2 separate regions of the Gossypium hirsutum genome follow, and region 2 is linked to region 1. Evidence: chromatin contacts called from public Hi-C data. All regions are on one chromosome and are shown on one strand. Each heading gives the region's core, a stretch centred on a gene start, on an enhancer-like site or on the middle of the called end of the contact. The rest is flanking DNA. Distances are from core to core; before and after follow the strand shown. Region 1 holds the start of LOC107963395 (pyrophosphate--fructose 6-phosphate 1-phosphotransferase subunit alpha). Region 2 holds the start of LOC107961856 (exocyst complex component EXO84C).

What was found. A called contact is a pair of places that touch in the nucleus more often than the background predicts.
Region 2: a contact with region 1 is called in a Hi-C map of leaf, with 2.6 times the contacts expected there. The contact joins the promoter of LOC107961856 here to the promoter of LOC107963395 in region 1. A contact is called at or near these places in 3 of 34 Hi-C or Micro-C datasets (callus and leaf).

What each region holds. Positions count from the first base shown.
Region 1 is chrA06:111,160,214-111,164,380 of Gossypium_hirsutum_v2.1, reverse strand. LOC107963395 (pyrophosphate--fructose 6-phosphate 1-phosphotransferase subunit alpha) reads right to left here and starts at 1,943. Exons shown (of 3, transcript XM_016899930.2): 1 at 1,800-1,943; 2 at 812-976; 3 at 1-283. The coding sequence starts at 1,838. The coding sequence ends at 161. LOC107961817 (rRNA-processing protein FCF1 homolog) reads left to right here and starts at 3,859. Exons shown (of 6, transcript XM_016897980.2): 1 at 3,859-4,167. The coding sequence starts at 4,011.
Region 2 is chrA06:111,622,024-111,626,190 of Gossypium_hirsutum_v2.1, reverse strand. LOC107961856 (exocyst complex component EXO84C) reads left to right here and starts at 1,746. Exons shown (of 7, transcript XM_016898019.2): 1 at 1,746-2,025; 2 at 2,556-2,650; 3 at 2,769-3,783. The coding sequence starts at 1,927. TRNAK-UUU (transfer RNA lysine (anticodon UUU)) reads right to left here and starts at 1,641; the gene lies at 1,569-1,641.

The sequences.
Region 1 (4,167 bases), core at 694-3,193:
GGTCCAGACAACTAGGTGACTACAATTAGTGGAACATAAAAGTTTAATACGGAGATACAGATATGAAATTCTGCAACGTGCATTTTCTTCTAAAGGAAATACCAGCAGCAGATTCATCCTTGGTGTACAACAAGATCATGGTGTTGGAGTTAATTCTTGTTCACAGTAAGGAACGGTGTTTTGGATATGACATGAAAGCAAGTATGCCTACTAGCGAGGACATGGAATTCAATGCCACCTTCAACACTTCTTCTGAACAACCTGGTTTAATCATTATCTTCACCTGCAACATACCAAGCTCTAGGTTAACCTCAGGGTTAGACTTATTTAAAAGTTGTAGAAGGTTTTTAATTTACACAATTTGTTTCACAAGAAGCAAAACTAGATATGCCCCAATATTAAAAATATACATACATAATGCCCATCCTGAGAAAACCAGATCATTGCAGTCAAATTTTGATATAAAATACGGACTGTGAAAGATACAAGAAATTAAGCCTTCTCAATGAACAGAAATGTACCGGTTGAGTTCAAAGAGCATGAATCAGCAAGGGGTTCAAAACTCAAAACATTATAGTAAACATATTTCCAAGCTGAAAATGTTCATATCTGAACTAAAGAAGGCAGTAATCTAATCAACGTGGATACTGCTACACTAATCTTCTTTCTGCCCGTCAATAAAAGGAATCCATGTTTGCTAGCCACACAATTACCAACAAAACACAATCCAAGAACTAACAGAATTTTCACATGCCAAAACTTTTAAAAGATGAAAAACAGAAGGGGTAAGTGGGAATAAGTATATATATACCTTTTGAAGGTAATCCTGAAATTCCTTTATCTTTCTAATGTGATCTTCATCCTCGCTGTGCGTATCCATAAGCTCCATACTGGAATCTGGTTCTTCCAACAATGTGATTCCTGCTTCTCGATAGAGCTCATCCATTACATTGTTTATGTTATCTGATTCCTCTGTCTGCTCCCAAGGTACACAATTGTCATAGGGCATCAGTATATTGGATTATCTTATGGATTGTGTCAAAAGACAGAGAGCTATTGCCACCAAACTTCATATGCTTGCTATTGACTAGGAATAAGAAGAAATGAAAAAGAAATGAATAAAAACTAAGGAAACAAGGAAAGAAGATTTTGAACGAGTTATGCAGGAGTAAGAACATACACCATAGTCTCAAACAAAGGGCTCAGTGACAGGGATGTTTATGTCCATCTCAAGCAAATTTGACTTTATTTTGCTTGAGAACCACAGAAAAACGTTTTTCATTGTAATATGAAGGACAAAAAAAATCGGTTTTTTAAAGCTTAGCAAATTGTGTAGCTGAAGGATTTATTACACAACAAAGGAATCTCTCTGTTATTGTGTAGCCTAAGGATTATGTACCAGACATGGCTATTCAAATCTCCCATATCACAAAAAGTTCCTCCAACCACGCTAAAACTCTCCTTAGCATCTAGAACATCAATAGTGTGTAAAGCAATAGACAATTTAACAAGTAAATTTTTACAAGTCACCATGAAATCCTCAGATTCTAGCATAAAATAAATTTTTTAATCATACTCAAGATAGACTAACTTGGTATCAGAAAACAAATCATTCAAATACCTTGAATACAAAAAAAAATAATAATAAATAAAGTAGTATGATTTATAATCCAGCCAGATAAAGTAGGAAAATAAATTGGGGTTCTTTCTTCTTTGTGGCATTCTGCCAATGGGAGTAAGTTTTCAGATTAATATTACCAGTTAAAATTGAAAAAAATTTAAGCCAAATGAAAACGTACCATCTTACTAGAAGAACCAAGCGTATCAAGCGAATCCATTCTCGTCTAAAAAAAGAAAAAAAAATTGTTTGAATTGGGCAATCCTACCTGCCCTTCAGCTCCATGCAGTTTACTTATTTTTCATATTTTTGTCAGCCTATCTCCATGAAACATGCGCAAGTTACAAGTTTACCCCTAATTGAAAATGATTTAACATGGGCTAGGCCCAAGAAAATTGCAATTCGAGAGTCGAGATTATATTGGCATTCCTTTGAAAGCCCTTTTTCTTTTCCTTTTTATTTTAACCAAGAGATAATAAAATAGGCTTGAGTTTGAAGGCTGGCTAGAGCCAATTTGATATTAAGTTTGATCAAATCTATATCAACTTAAAAAGTACAATTTTGAGGGATTAAGTATTGAATGTAGTGGTAAGATACATCGTATTTTCAATAGCCTTAAAAATGATATTATTGGGAAGGACAATCCTAAACCCTAAACATAAATTATAAAAGTATCCAAAAAAAAAAATTTTGAAGCTTTAAAATATTTAGAATTCAAGAAAACATGAGTTGAATAAGATTCAAACTTAAAACACCCAAACTTTTAACCTATTTAGTTAAGGCCGAAGATAAAACTAATCTAAAATTTGAAAATATAACCCTCAAATTTATACCTAAAAAGCAAAAAGCACATTAATATAATTATATAATAATGATTTATTAACAATAAAAGTAATTAATAATTAATTTTATGTTAAATTATGAATTTAGAAAAACTCTAGTTATGAATTATATTTTTTAAAATATAATCATCATATATAATAATAAATATGCAAAATTACCATTAATTCAAATATACAAAATTCAAATAAATTTTTTTCAATAGTATAATCATAAATTTCATGTATAGGCATATTATAATTTTTCATTAAATTTTAAAATACGATATAGCATTACATGATATAATAATATACAATTATTATATTTATATTATAATATATATCTTTATACTATAATATATTAATTCATATTTTATATATTAAAATTTTAGCTAAACTCAGTCATAGGAATATCTTATTAATCATGTTCATAATGTACACATACATATAATTACCCTATAGTAAAACAGGTTTTTAGCGGTTTTTGGATAAAAAAAACCTTATAGATTGAGAACTAGCAGTGTTTTTTGAAAAACGTCGCTATAAAAAATGCCACTATAGATCTAGTATTAGCGGCGCTTTTTTAAAAGTGCTACTATAGGTAGACCATTAGCGGCGCTTTTCAAAAAACTCCGCAAAAAATTTAAGCACAACACCGTGTTTGAGCTTTAGTGGCATTAGCAGCGCTTTTTAAAAAACGCCGCTATAGATCGAGTATTAGCGACGCTTTTTGAAAAACACCGCAAAAAATTAAACAAAACCACATCGTTTTATGTTGAGCTTTAGTGTCACTAGCGGCGCTTTTTGAAAAACGCAGCTATAGATCGAGCTTTAGTGGCACTTTATCAAAAACGCCACAAAAAACATTTTATCTATCTATTTATTATTTAATTGGTTTATTTATATTAATTAAAAAATAATTTATTTTTAATTGAATACTTAAATTCTTCAAAAAAATAATGACACGTTGAAAAAATTTGAGAGTAAAAACATAGAAAAATATATGTTAAAAATGAAAAAAATTGAAATATTATTATTTAAAATAATTTTAAAGTTTTTTGTGTATATGACTGATTGTTTTTTAATTATATATTAAATAATTTTAAATTCTAAAGATTTCAAATTTTAAATAATTTTCAAGATTTCAATTTTATCTAATTATTTTAAATATTACTTAAATTTTAAAAAATTATTTATTTAAATGAAAAAAATCAAAATACTATTATTTAAAATAATTTTAAAATTTTTTGAGTATATGACTGATTTTTTTTAATTTATATTGTTTTTAATTTATATATTAAATAATTCCAAATTTTAGAGGTATTAGCAGCGTTTCAAAAATGCCGCAAAAATTATTTTGTTCTAATCAAAATGGTGTCGTTTTATTTACTTTTTTTAGTGGAGTTTTCGGTAAAACGCCGCAATTTTATCCCCAACCCAGATACCCGAACAAACTTAATTTTTCCCCTAAAAATTCCCCCAACCTTAAATTTTCCCCAAATCAAAATTCCAACCCATCTCTACATTGCCGAACCCGACCATCTGCTGCATCGCCGTCGACTTGACCATCTGCTATGTTGCCGTCGCACTTCTCTGCCGCAACCAATCGGTACGCAAGACACAGCGAGATTAACCCAAAACCCTCACTCAGCTCTTTTTGCCATCTTCTTCTCAGTTTTCATTCGCCTTTTTTGGTGGAATATCTTATTGTTTCGAGGGGTTGTTGTTCAG
Region 2 (4,167 bases), core at 497-2,996, 460 kb before region 1:
TTATATTTTTTAACTATAGATTTTTTTGATAAAATATATAATTTATTTTTAATAATATTACATGTTTCTAAATTTATGATTAATAACTAATTTGTTTATTATGAATCCAAGTTTCTGGTCTTATACTGAACATGAAAACCAATAGGGTAAACTATAACAATGGTCCATTTTTTTCTGATCAAATTATAAATAATTTTAAATTGATTACATAATTAATTGAGATTTTTTTCATTAAAGTGACGATAAGTATTTTATGGGAGGTGATATAACAATTAAAAAATTAGTATAATAATAAATTTAACTCTCAACTTTTACATATTTTTATTAATTTAGTTATAATTTAAAAAAAAATCAACTTCATCTCTCTTCTCCTTCCTTGAAAATCAAACTAGCTTCAAATAAAGATCCAATCATTTTAACTCCCGAAGCTAAAAAATGCCAATTGATCAAAAAAAGAAAAAATAAAAAAGCTGAAAAAAATACAAGAAGGCGAAAATAGAAAAGAACCTAAAATGCAGATGAGAAGGGTATGATAGTCTGGCTTAGCAAAAGCATATATCAACTCTCAATCTATATTTTTTCTGCCATTTTTATTTAATTTATTTTTTATTCTTCTGAAATGCATCAAAATCAGGGAAACAGTAGACCACTGAGGCTTCTAATTCTTCTCTCTAATCATTAAGAAAGAAACATGTGTTTTTATATGGTGTATGTTTCGACTAGAGCTGATCATGGGCCGGGCGGTCCGGTCCAGCCCGAAGGCCCGCTTAAAAAATGGGAGGGTTTGGGTAAAAATATAGGTCCGAAAAATGGGCTTGGGCAAAAAAACGAGGCCCGGATTAATATATATATTTTTTTATTTTTTAAAATTATTTTAAATTTTTAATATAACTATTTTTTATTATATTGTTAATTTATGTATTGTTTTAAGAATTGTTTTAGTATTATTTTTATTTGTTTTAATATTTGTTTTTATGTTTTTAAATATATTTGATTTATTATATTTTTAAATTTTTTTATTTAATAAAATAAGAAAAAAAATTAATATGGGCCGGGCCGAGCCGGGCTCGGGCTTAGTAATTTTATTTCGGGTAGGACTTGGACAAAATTTTAGGCCCATATTTTGGGCCAGGCCGGGCCCGGGCCTAAAATTTTATCTTGGCCCGGCCCGACCCATGATCACCTCTAGTTTCGACCGTATGCCTTCTTCGTGAGCTCAAATGCTGTTGATAGACTCGTAAAAGTTACTGATAGGCGGTAACAGTCCAAGCATACAACGGTAGAGAAAGGAAAGAGGAGCAATGGCAACAGAGGAAAGATGAAGAAGGGTTGAGGATTATTATTTTTTAAAATATGATTAAATCAATATAAAATATAAAAATATGAAAGACTAAATTTATTATTATATTAATTTTTAATTGACAAGTCAATTTTAATTGTATTTAACCGAAATGAATCAAAATACAATAGTAATTAATTAATCGAGTGGTCAAAAAAGAAATAAAGGACAAGCAGTGATGATGATGGAGTAAAGGAAAACTGAAAAATTATAGGAAGTATGAGATTTTCGCCGTCTGTGGGAATCGAACCCACGACCACGTGGTTAAAAGCCACGCGCTCTACCGGCTGAGCTAAGACGGCTGTCTGACTACAGAGCTAATTTACCTTTGTTAATGTATATTATTTTCAAAGAATAAAAGTTAATTTGATATCCGATATAAATAAAATATAGATAGAAAAGTAAAGAGATTAAAGACTAAACATGTTGGAAAGTGGCAGCAAAAGGCAACAGCATATTAACATGTTGCTTTTTGCAGTTTGGTCCTTAGTCAGCCCTCCCTCCTCGCGATAAACGATATGATGCTACTTCTCAAACTCTCTCATTAAAACCAATAATTCACAGTATCTGTTTTACTCTTTGATTGAATGATGGAGAGCAGTGAAGAAGATGATGACTTCCCTTCCATTGAGAGCATCACTCCCCAGTCCAAGATTGATTCTGTTCACCAATCCCATACTGAAAAGGTCTTCTTTTTGTTTGATTGTTTCCCAGTCTTTGTTAAAATGTTTTTGCATTTTAGATCTTGGATTCAAACTTCTCGGTTTTCCTCTGCTTTGTTCCCCATTTCCCTACCTCGACTTTCTCTTTTACTGTGGATTTCTTTACTTTAATTTGGGTTCTAGTCAAATTTCAGGGAAAAATTATAGCTTGGTTTTCTTTGTTTTTCTATCTTAGAAGTAAGAAAGAAAGGTATTCCCAGGGATTTCATTGCTTGGGATTCTTCGCACTCAGTGGAATATATCAAAATCACTTATTTATTTGATGGCGTAGTAAAAATGGATAATTTATCTCTGTATTATTTTATATGCTTTATTGATTAAACTCTGGGAAAATGGGGAACAAATATGAAAAAAAAACAAACTATTTTTCCCTTGTTTTTCCTGCCCCTAGTTCGTCCTTTTACAAGCATGCATGCATTTACCTGTTTTCAGCCATGATTTCCTGATTTGACGCATATTCTTTATATGTAATTTTGGACATTTTGGTAATGCAGGGGATCAGAAAACTTTGCTGTGAGCTTTTGGATTTGAAAGATGCTGTGGAAAACTTATGTGGGAATAGGCGCACAAAATACTTGGCTTTCTTGAGGTCAAATAAAACTGTTCCTATTTACCTTTTTATGATAAATGAAAATCAAGTTGAAAAGTTTCTAAATATTGTTTTATTTATTTCGGTTGAGTAAGTTTGATTGTAATGGTAATTGTAGAATGTCTGAAGAAGTTGTTGAAATGGAGCACGAGTTGGTTGAGCTACGAAAGCATATCTCTTCTCAAGGGATTATTGTGCAGGATCTAATGACCGGGGTGTGTCGTGAACTGGAAGAGTGGAACCAGGAAAATGCTGATACTAATGACCCACCACTAGACCCTAAGGTCGATGATGTTCAGGAAGAAATGGATGATCCCAAGAAAAAATTCCTGGAGAAAATCGATGTTCTTTTGGCTGAACATAAAGTTGAAGAAGCACTGGAGGCTTTAGAGGCTGAAGAGAGAAATTTCTCTGGAGATTCTTCAACTGAATCATCTTCCTACAAGTCTTCATTTCTAGAAAGGAAGGCAATGCTTGAGGATCAGCTTACTGAGATTGCTGAACTACCTGCAGTTAGTGCTAATGAACTAAAGAAGGCGTTATCTGGTTTAATTAAGCTTGGGAAAGGTCCTTCAGCACAATTATTACTTCTGAAGTCTCGTGGTTCCCGCCTGCAGAAAAACATTGAGGTTTTTCTTCCTTCATGTTCTGTCTGTCCAAAGACATTTCCTGCCGCACTGTCTAGGCTTGTCTTTTCTATGATCTCATTGACAACAAGAGAATCTGGTTTGATATTTGGCGACAATCCTGTCTATACCAATAGAGTTGTTCAGTGGGCAGAGTGGGAAATTGAATTTTTTGTACGTTTGGTGAAGGAAAATGCACCACCTTCAGAGACAATTTCTGCACTACGTGCAGCTAGCATTTGTGTTCAGGACAGCCTTAACTACTGCTTATTGCTGGAATCACAAGGGTTGAAACTCTCGAAGTTGCTTCTGGTGCTCTTGCGTCCGTATCTTGAGGAAGTTCTGGAGTTGAATTTTAGGAGGGCTAGAAAGGCTGTTTTTGACTCCATGGAAGTTGATGAGAACTTGCCTCTGTCACCTCACTTTGTGTCTGCTGTGTCGGCTTTTGCCACATCTTCAAACAGCGTGCTAGTAGACAGTGGAATGAAATTTTTGTATATTATTTCAGTAAGTTGGTCCTTTTTCCTTGTTTGAAATTATTTATTTTGCTCTTTGCACCTCTAACACCATAAATGCCCTAATTCATTTAAAAGTTTTAAGAAACTAGGTACTATGACCGAAAAGTGATACTCTTCTAGTGATAGATGTTGAAAAATAGGGAAAATGTTTGTAGAATATGATTGAATTTAGGATTTTGAAGAAGTGATCTGTAGTTCTTTGTTTATTTAAATCACATTAAGTGTACTGTTCCTCAGTGGTTATGTTGTAAGATAAGTACAAGAGAAGCATCTCAATATGAGATTCTAGAATTGATTTTCAGATGGTTGCATGGTATTATGCCTTTGCTTAACCTTTGTATTCATTTTTTCTTTTTTATCGTTTGTGTGTATT